Regions from separate parts of the Zea mays genome. Here all the other regions are linked to region 2. The links are chromatin contacts, called in public Hi-C maps. All regions are on one chromosome and are shown on one strand. The core of a region is the stretch at or near the end of the contact, and the rest is flanking DNA. Distances in the headings are between cores, read along the strand shown.

Evidence for each region. A called contact is a pair of places that touch in the nucleus more often than the background predicts.
Region 1: a Hi-C map of ear shows a contact between it and region 2, with 2.1 times the contacts expected there. The contact joins the promoter of LOC100502483 here to the enhancer-like site in region 2. A contact is called at or near these places in 2 of 25 Hi-C or Micro-C datasets (bundle sheath and ear).
Region 3: a contact with region 2 is called in a Hi-C map of ear, with 2.4 times the contacts expected there. The contact joins the promoter of LOC100278729 here to the enhancer-like site in region 2. A contact is called at or near these places in 4 of 25 Hi-C or Micro-C datasets (bundle sheath, ear, endosperm and 1 more).

The regions. Positions count from the first base shown.
Region 1 is chr5:28,909,246-28,912,764 of Zm-B73-REFERENCE-NAM-5.0, forward strand. LOC100502483 (Double-stranded RNA-binding protein 2) reads left to right here and starts at 1,825. Exons shown (of 3, transcript NM_001196961.1): 1 at 1,825-2,178. The coding sequence starts at 1,933.
Region 2 is chr5:29,073,779-29,077,189 of Zm-B73-REFERENCE-NAM-5.0, forward strand. No RefSeq gene overlaps it. Among protein-coding and RNA genes, the nearest start is that of LOC111589414, 4.2 kb to the right of the region's middle. Within about 2 kb of position 1,548, at least 18 of the 20 cell types and tissues checked have an H3K27ac peak or open chromatin away from gene starts, as enhancers often do. A contact at or near this core is called in bundle sheath, ear, endosperm and 1 more, where this site is marked.
Region 3 is chr5:29,264,601-29,268,090 of Zm-B73-REFERENCE-NAM-5.0, forward strand. LOC100278729 reads right to left here and starts at 1,592. Exons shown (of 4, transcript XR_002262214.3): 1 at 1,177-1,592; 2 at 1,007-1,095.

The DNA of each region.
Region 1 (3,519 bases), core at 575-3,074, 160 kb before region 2:
CCCCCTCCCTGAGGGGTCCGAGACCCATCCCAGGGGTCTGGTTTGTACCTGTGGAGATCCTGAACCTCGCCCGGAGGTCCAGGCAGCGCATCCAGGGGTCCGATACTTCCTTGTGGGGGTCCGGACCCACTGTTGCCACCTTGGAGTATATCGTCTCCTTTGACCACGTGGCGGCCCCGGAGTCGCCCACGTGGAGGGGTCGGGTGTTGTTCAACGCGTGACTAGGGATAGCCGCGCGGGTATCGTGTCTTCATACTATAGTAAGGGGTACCCCTGATTCAGGATACCGACAATCTAAGAACTGGTTTCTATTGTACCATATGATTCGCCCTTTCAACCAAACTAAGAACACCATGTGCTACAATAGAAACCAATTATTGGATACTGTTGTGGTCATCACATTGTATAAGAACTTTGTACTTTTATTGTTTTTAAATATAATGAACTTTATATTTTTGTAGTTTTTAATGTGATATGTATTTTTGATGTTTCCCTCTTTTCCATACTTTATTTGAATTAAAAGTCTGTTTCATTGTGTATATGCGTATGTAGAATAAAAGTTACCATGGGACTAATGTGACTGTAGGCTTATGGTAAAGGTTGTACGTTGAAAAGTTGTGATAGATAAATGATCAATAGTGTGATGGCGGTATATATAAGCCTGTAGTATTGGATCCGGCCTAAGACTAGGTGTACTCGAAAGACGTCGCTATTTTTGGCTCGATCTCACTTTTTAACTGAATTTCTAGATGACCCCGTTTTGTTTTATGTTATTTGAGACAACACGACTCTAAATTTCTCCTACAACATGCTAAACTAGTCCTATTTGTAAAGGATTCATTTACGAGAATGACCGTTGTGCTTCCGTTGTGTATGCAGATAAACATACAAATAAGAGTTATAAACCTTTAGATAATGATCTAACTGTAGATGTAACCATAGTTTTTGTTGGGATTTATTTTGATAAAGTTATGTAAGTTAATGGTGAGAGGACTTAAGTGTTAAATATGACATACGGTTGAATCACGATCTAAAAGTTAAAGAAACTCAAAGGGTGTTTGGTTTTTTGACTAAAATTTAGTTAGTGTCACATCGGTGTTTAAATGACAATTACAAATATTAAGTATAATCTAATTATCAAAACTAATTACATAGATGAAGATTAACGATGATATAATTTATTAACCATAATCTATCGATGATTAACAAATGTTTACTATAGCATTATATGTATTAAATAGATTTAATAAATTCGTCTTACCGTTTAGTCCTTATGTATACTTTCTCTGTTTTAAAATAATATTTGTTTTATCTCTTAGTTTTTATGTTATATTTAACTGTATGATAATAATTATAGACACATATATATAAGTATTGTACGTATCCACTAAAAAGTTAAATTGAATTTTATTTTGAGAGAGAGATGGAGTATAATTTTGTTTGTAATTGGACTATTTAACATTTTTTATTAGTACGCTTGTCGGGAATAAAGTTTAGCCCATTGTATTGTCGGGGCCTCAGCTCGTACGCTTGTACACCAGTTTCTCATTGCACAGCAAGCAATCGTTCCCTTCATTTGTTAAGAATTTAATAAAGAATGTACTGAAGCTTATCGAAAAAAGATATAGAGATAGAAAAAAAAGGTGTCGCTCGAAAAACAAAACCCGAACCTACGAACGAACGTGCCGCTTGTGGGTCCCCAGCTGTCATCGGCCTGCCTAGTAACCGTAGGCAGCGAGTAGCATTAAAATCTTCCAAAAATGAAACAGAAAAAAAAAATATAATAAGCTCCCTCTGGTTCCACCCGCACCACTTCACTCTTCTCCCTAAACACCTCTTCTCGTAGCCGGTAGATCTTCCGGGGTCGCCATCTCCGGCCACGGCGGCCGGCACTCGGAGTAACGCTGGAGCTCGAGGCGGTGGTCGGCGGCCATGTACAAGAATCAGCTGCAGGAGCTGGCGCAGCGGAGCTGCTTCAACCTGCCTTCTTACACGTGCCTGCGGGAGGGGCCCGACCATGCGCCGCGGTTCAAGGCGGCGGTGAACTTCAACGGGGAGCAGTTCGAGAGTCCCGGGTTCTTCACCACGCTCCGCCAAGCGGAGCACGCCGCCGCGGAGGTTGCGCTCGCCGCGCTCGCGCGACGCGGCCCGTCCTACTCGCTCGCCGCCCGCATCCTGGTAAGCCGCGCGCGAGGGCGCCTCCCTTGCCCTATCCTCGCCCGCTTGCTCCCCGCTTCCCTACGAATCGTTTCTCCTGTCCTGGTATTCATTTTTGTATTTATCGCTAGCTGTTCTTGTTTCAAACGCTTCTAGGTGGTGGAATCTGGGGATCTGCGGGTGTTTCTAGTCCGAGTATTGTTGATCGTTAATAGATCACTCGAACCATTTGCTACTGCAACTCATCACGGAATTCTCGTGGGCTATTCATTATCCAGGGCGAGTCGTTTGCGTTTGCTCGGGGCTAAAAATGGCGTCTCGTAGTTCATAACTCCCTTTCCAGCGCCGCGGCATGTATTTTATGTAATTTCAGCATAATGTTGGCGGTTTTGGAGAGATTAAGCAAGCCGTTGCCTTTGAATCGTTCTCGTAGTTTAATCCGATTTCTATGTTTTTTCTTCGAAAAAAACGAGCTAGGAATTCATAACTTGGAGAATCTGCTTGGATTGGGGCTCGTGAGCGGCATGAATTGCAGCTGATAATTGGTACGGGAAACCTGCAACTCTTTTTAGTGCCGAAAATTCCCGGTGCTTTTTTTTTGGCTGTATTAGGCGATTCCTTTGATTCCGAGAGAAAAGGTCGCAATACTCGAGTCCGGTTATTTTTTTCCAGACACCGGGTTAAAAAAAAACTCGTCCTCATCTTTTATTTTATATCCAAAATACAATCATATCCTGCTCTTGCCACTGCAGTTTCGTCTTGTATTATGTGGGCGCGGATTAGTTAATGAACAGAGCTTAGTTCCCACTCTACGCGATGGATGTACTAAGCGCAATCAAGCCTCTTAACTTGTTCGTAATCGTACCTGTGCCGGCAATTAATTTTAACACGCCAGTATTACTTTAATCCCTCGTTAGATGTGCTCTCGCGCCGTAACGGCGACGGTGCTTCAGACAACAGACCCCGCAATAACTGCCAATTAGAAAATCCTTACAGCTTCGGTATTACCGCTAGGGTTTCGTCCGTCGCCGCATCGTTATTGGCGGTAGACTTCGAAAGTCTGCGTGCCATTAATTGCTAAACGCCGATTAGCCGAACCTGTCCATCAATGGGCACATTGATGGGGGTGGAATTAAAAAGTTGCCGCGTACACTTGACTTGGAATCCCAGTTGCAAATGCAGGGTACGGCAGTACACACGGGGTTTTTTTAACCGAACAGGAATAACCAGCGCGTGGAACTGTCAGTGTGAAACGGTGGGGAAGGGGGATTTGGTTTCGGTCTTTATAGTGGTGGTATGGTATTAATGCGAGTGGGTGGAGGGAATTGAATTGGAGACCACCCGCACCTAACCGGGGCATCG
Region 2 (3,411 bases), core at 298-2,797:
ACGGGCGCGCGGTATTCCCCACCCACCCACGCCTCCCCGTCCCGCTGCTTTCCGCGGCGCTGTGTTTGCTTGCGTGCTGATGTGGCGCGGCCGCATCGGCCGATCGGCGGCGCGCGGTGCGTCTGCTCTTCGCCGCTGCGGATCACGGGGGGTGTCTGTCATCCGGAAGAGAAATACTCTGGTTCGCGGTCCTGGGTCCCTCGGTCGGACCGGGACGTGGAGGTGGGGCTGGAGCTGGACGTGGTCCGGGCGTGTCGTGTCCGGCTCCGGCCAGGACCACGTACGTACGATACGACGTCGCTGTAGCGTTCTCTGCAAGGACGCTTTCCTGTCGCGCGGCAGTGACGGTTGTTTTTTCATGTGTGCGCTGCTCTGGTAGCCGCCTGTCAGATACTCCAGTATATACAGAGGACACATACATCATGTACAATTATTTATTTACTTATTTATATGGTGCAAACGTACAATCAAATTATTCCAAGCATTTTCTTTAGACCTAATGATTTTCAGAAGATGCTTTTAAAATAAAAACATATACTAAAATAAACATTATTTAACGTTATCTGTTGGAGGCCTTCGTATTCCGAAGGTTCTTAAAAACATGATTAACAATGTTTTCCAAGTGTGATATATTTATAGGAACCTTCGGACTCGTAATGAAGATGTACACAATATGTAAAGCATGGTCGGGACGAATATTGAACCGGTTCCGAAGCTACGCGCAAGGAAGCTTCGGCTCAGCAGCAAAAAAAAAAAGGAACCGACTTAAAGAGGAAAATGCTATCTAGTCCTCGATAGATTGTCCTTAAGTCAATAGTAAACATAAAGGGCATGAATGTAATTTTACACAGCCTGCGCCCTGTGTCTATAAATAGATGTTCACGCTGACTTGTATTCATTCGTGTGTCACGCTTGGACTTTTACCTTCTGTCAAGCCGAAAGTACAGATGTAATTCAATATTTTTTATGTTCATTCATGATGATATAGTAAAGATATATTAACAATATCATATGGATTAATGTTATTTCTCATGTTTCATATGCTTCTTATTTCATTAATATATGCTACGATGATGAATGTACGTCCTTCATGACCTTCGTCTGAAGATCATTATATCTTACAGAGGATAATGCTTCGAAGGACGAAGAATTTTAACCATTAATATTTTATGTTGCCTTATTTTTAACTTATAGTATTTGAGAACAACTCACCAACATTATCAATTACCTATTACATTATAAATATGTGAACTAAACTGTACATAAGGGGTTATTTGTTTTGCGGACTCACAGTCACTTACCTGCTAAGCAAAATATCTTAGCCCCAGACGATCAAAATCGGACGCCTGTCTGGGAGCGCTGTCTCTGTCTGGGGAGAGACAGCTCTGGCGCGGAGCAAACCAAGCCGACCCTGACAAGTTACCAGGACACCCTATCATTGTATTCCTACGGTCTAGTACGTCCGACATACGAACACTACTGTCCACCGTACCACTGTTAACCGATCCACGCACTATTGCATCCGGCCAAGCCTTTTTGACTGTACAACCGGAACGGAGGCTCTGACACAGCACAGCGCGCACACAGTGCCCCGTTCTCCAACACCACGCCGCTCTACGTGTAGGAAAGGAAAGGAAAGGAATTAAAGGAACGGAACGGAACGGAGCTGAGCGTCTGCTTGCGTACGTATAGCGTAGCGACGATGCGTATCCTAGTCGTTTTCGTGTCCAGTTGGCGTCATTTATGCTGCCGTCCCCGTCACTGTCCCGCTACGCGACGCGACGCGGGGCCCGCCGGACCGGATCCCCCGGACGACCGTCCGTTTCGCTCTCCGTCGTTTGCCGCCGATGCCGGCGTTTCCAGTTTTGGCCCGCGTCGTTCGCTGCGGCGTCGTCGCGGTGCGTCGCATGACTGTCATGTGCGAGGGAATGGAATGGAAGAGACAAGGCGACATCATCCGCTGTTTCGGAGGTTGGTACTTGGATGGTCACGTACGTGTGTTGTGTTGGGTCATGATTTGGTGAGGTCAGTTTTTAGTAAGAGTTTCATGTCGAATAATTGATAGACATAAGCGTTTTTTAAAATAATGTTGATGATACGTAATGTTTTTAAGTTAAAAAAAAGAGTTTTACATGGATCAAAACTCTTTTTGGCACGATTACCGACATGAAATTAAATATTTATTTATAAAATTATAGTAAGAGTTTTACCTTAAATCTCTGCTTTATACCAACTACCATATATTCTATTATTTATTTCACCTCACTCTTACCGGCCTCCCACCGCGATTGCCTCCAGCCTCGCATCCGGTCCCACACTCCCACCTCTAGGCTTCCAGTAGCACGGAAGGGGGACGCCGCAAATAAAGTTTTCGTGGTCTCTCTCAACTTCACGGTATATATTGGATATGAGAGCATATCCTATAGGCAAACAAGTCATGTGTTCTCATACGCAAAATACATTCAACCCATCCGTCCAGTACCTAACAGTGCTGTGTTCTATTTTTAATGAACAGCACCAACGTGGAGAGCATAGGAGGACTTATTTGTAAAATGTCATAACACCGTTGGATATAAAACGGATCGACTGGATGCATTTTGCGCACGAGAACACCTGCCTTCTTTGCCTATCCATATTTGATAGAGTAAGCCGCTGCAGGAAATTTTTACTGCATATGTATGACTCGATCTGTGTAGCGTCTCATTTAAGGTTCGCCGGTGCAGATAGCCTTAGTCTCATTTAAGGAGTAGTAGCCTGGGAGGACTTGGGGAGTAGTACAAGAAGAAATCAGTGGCAGGGTTTCAAAGATTGCCTCGGGATCGGCAGTTTTGACCGCAAAGCATGCATGCATATGCACGCAGCAAGCGAGACGAGGTGGGCAGGCAAGGCACCGACGAATGATATTAAAAATCCTATCCTATTTACTCCAGCAATTTCTTCGGTGCGCAGCCAATGCGTGACGTCGCCCGGAGCTAGCGGTGCGGAGCTGACCCAACCTGGGGGGAAGGGGGGCATCGCGCGCCCTCGGAACTGCCGTCCGGAACTCGTATGCCTCCCGAGCCTGCACGGCTAGGGCTGGAAAATTAGCTCGAGGCTCGCGAGCCGGCTCGAGCTCGGAGCGGCTCGCGAGCCTCGAACGAGCTGAGCCGAGCCTCTTCTTCGAGCTCGTTTTTGCAGCGAGCCGAGCCGAGCTGGCTCGTTCCAGCTCGTGAGCCTTGCAAAAATGGTCAATTTATGGAATAATAATGAATATTAGATAATTTTATGGATAATAGCTTATTTTTTAGTATTTGATGATGAATATATTACAAGTTATCATTTAATTTACTCATAATGTAGAATGATGATTCTATATTTCAAATTTATATAATGTTAATTCACCAAATAATGCAACGAAAAGTACCAAAATAT
Region 3 (3,490 bases), core at 342-2,841, 190 kb after region 2:
ACATAAAAAAAAAATTGAGGATAGAGAGGAAAATCAACTTATCTTACAACAGCATAATGCATACCAAATGCAAGAATAACGACCGGGAGCATATGAAGCACTCATAAGATCAAACACTTCTCTTCAAAACATGAATATAACATAAACATGTTTATGCCTCCACAGTTTAGACAAACAAACCCCATGTTTAGCAGGATAACTTGATAAATAACTTAACAAATCAGTTACCGATAAAAAGAAGATACATAAATGAGCAGGGTTCAATAATTGTTCTCCTAAAAAGGGTTCAATAATTGCAGTCTGAAGTTGAAACGAAGAAAGCAATCCTAATCCACCAACCGTACCATCCCAAAAGTATCACCATCTGATGTATACACTGCATCTATATCCAAATCCGAGGGACCCCCAAATATATATCAGATATGTTCAGTCTTACCTTTTTTATTCAACAAGTGCTCAACAAGCAAGGTACCAAACCTAAAATGAATTATCCGTAAAGAAGAAAGTTAAATTGGACTAAAGCACCAAACCAATCGCCACCAAAAGAATCTGGAAAAAAGTAGCACACCCTCCGTTCCAAATTATAGTTATAAATTTATAGGTCGTTTTAGCTTACATTGATTTGGCTATGCATCTAGATATATGATAGGTATAAATATATAATAAAAGTTATGCATCTAGAAAAGCTCAAACGACCTATAAACAAAAGAACAGACGGAGTAAAAAATCGCTTTTGAGATGAACGAACTAGTGCTGATGTGATACATGAGTAAAAGATCAAAAAATGTGCGGATCGGAGTTAGCACCCAACATGCTAATTGTCAAGGATAACTAAATTCCCTATTCTCAACGTAGCATTTCGGCAATCAGCATCTCGAGCACCTGCCGGAGCCTAGCGGGCACCAGGCAGCAAGCAATAGCGTAATCAGGAATTCCTCGCTCTCCGATAATTAACATTCACTGAAAGCACCAGAGCTCATGAGAGACAAGATGTGAATTGCCTTACATCCGGCCGCGGGCGCCGTCCCCTTAGTGCTTCTTGCTCCGCGCGGGCTGCCTGGACCCGTCCGTGGCGAGCCTGTAGATCCAGTAACCCTGCAACGGGAAGCTAAATTCATAACCCCAATCTTATCCGGCAGGTGGCAATAACAGGAGAGCTAGGGGAGGAGGACGCACGAGGGCGAGGACGTGGGCGGCGATGAGGAGGACGACGAGGAGCGGGAGGAGGTCAACGATCCAGGGGCGGAGCGCTGGCACGGATGTGGCGGTGGCGTCGCGCGCCATGGCGACGCGACGGGAGAAGGAGAACGCGCCGGGGTGGCGGAGGAAGGAAGAAAGGGGGTCGGCCGCCGGGTCGCCCGAGCCCATCCGCGTGGTGGTCCGGAACACCAGTTTCTCGCGGGACGCTTGCTCAGTCCTCTCTCGGCCTCAGGCTTCCTCGCGGCGTGGGCTGGGCTGCCTGCGTTTCTGAGCCGATTACTCTGCGCGTGCACGAGGGTCGGGGGGCAATGGGGAGTGGATCACGGCACGGACGCGGTAGTTGCGCCCGGTGCGGTGCCGCTGTCTTCTGGTGCACCTAAACCGGGCCGCACGGCACTGGGCCCAGACCGCGCGGATTTGTAGTCCCGCGTCACGTCCCGTCCGCCGCCGCTCGCCTCAACCAGAAAGTGTGTCGTGCAAAAAAAATTTAAAAAAAACCCCGAGAATCCGAGATGTCTGATTATCCCAAACTTGTGATCTAAATAATCCCGAGAAGTCTAATTATCCTAAACTTTTGACCCAATTTTTGATGTCAATTCAGGGACGGACTGAAAAAGCAATAAGAAAAAAATGACTTTCATATGTGTATGAGGTGGTGGACTTCGAAATCTATGAGCGGGTTGCTTAGGTTGTCTCCAACGACGTTCTCTAAATTTTATCCCCTAAAAAAATATTCTCTGTACTTTACAGCACCCTCTAAAAGATTCTGTCTTCTATATCTTCCTCATCTCCAACAATATCCTCTAAATTTGATCCTCTATATCAACAGTGATAACTAAATTCCTAATTCAATTTAGTTTGTATCAACATTGCATTGTCTGTCAACTGTAAAATATTATGTATGTATCCAGATTAAATTTAAATTAAGTATTTAAAATTCGAAATTAGTGGTCTGGTAAATTAATTAAGATAACACAATATAGGAAATTGCATTGTCTAGCTAAACTTTGTATTATTTTTTTTCTATCGGATGTATAGGAAAACAAAATAGGAAAGTTTTCTAAATAAACTTTGTATTGCACATATTTTTTATATCAAACTATCGAACGTACACGAAAACCAAACAGGCAACACTTCTTGACCAGTGCGCGCGACCGTACGTAAGCAACAGTGTATAGCGGATTAGCGGGTGGCCGTGGAACTCTACATTTAGTGTCTGTGGAAGCGTGTGCTAAATTTACAGGAGTCTATAGCAGTCCTTGCTGGAGACGTACCGGACGAAAATATCCGCTATATGTAGCGAACAGGCCGCTTTAGCGGATCTGCTGGAGCCAGCCTTATAATTTATCTGACTTATCTGGTACTCGGATACGATCCTGCAAAAAAGAGTAGAGGGGTCGAGGTGACCGAATTTTTTGTATTTTGGCCATTTTTTGGAAAAAAAACACATTTAGACCCTAGAAAATTTTAATTACATTTTTGGACCCTTTCCTCGGCGCCATAGCCTATGCGCGCCGAGGTAACACAGCTCGGCGCCATAGGTTATGGCGCCGAGGTACGTGCTGCGTTGGCACAAACTGGACGCCGTGGCGTTGACGTGGCACTGAGCTCGGCGCCACAGATCTTGGCGCCGAGCTCGGTTGTGTTATCAACAGTTTTGTTGCAAAGAAATGGCACCAAGCCATCTAGCTCAGTTGGTGGAGCACAAGGTTTTAAACCATGAAGTTGGGGGTTCGAGCCCTATAACTTGCCTAGATTTTTTTTTATCTTTTAAATAACTCGCCCAGATTTTTTTAAACCAGTCTCCTCAAATAATGTAAAGTTGGGGTTCGAATTGGGGAAAAAAATAACACCCAACGGCTGTTAATATTGTAAATGGATCGGAGACGAAGGTGCCAAAGGTGTGTGTATCATCTGGATCGACAGACGACGACGACCACTGGTCTGATTGTTTCAGCACTTTAATCATGTCCAAATGTTATATATGCCTTGCATTATTGCATCCAACCTTTTGCGTCATATGCCACGCTGGAAAAGCATCTTGGGGATATTATTTTTTAAAGAAAAATTAGGACTAGCTAGCAGCTAGCGTCGTGTATTGGCTGGACATGTTTGAATCCTTTTGGAGTTCCTTAATTAGGTTATCCTGCGCCTGTAGCTAGCAAATAATACTCACGCCTGATCGACAATATTCCTTGCTATACACTCACACACATGTGCTATACGTAATTATGTAGCAAAAAACCCGGGTAACGAGATCATCAACAGGCTGAATAAAACCCGGGTAGAA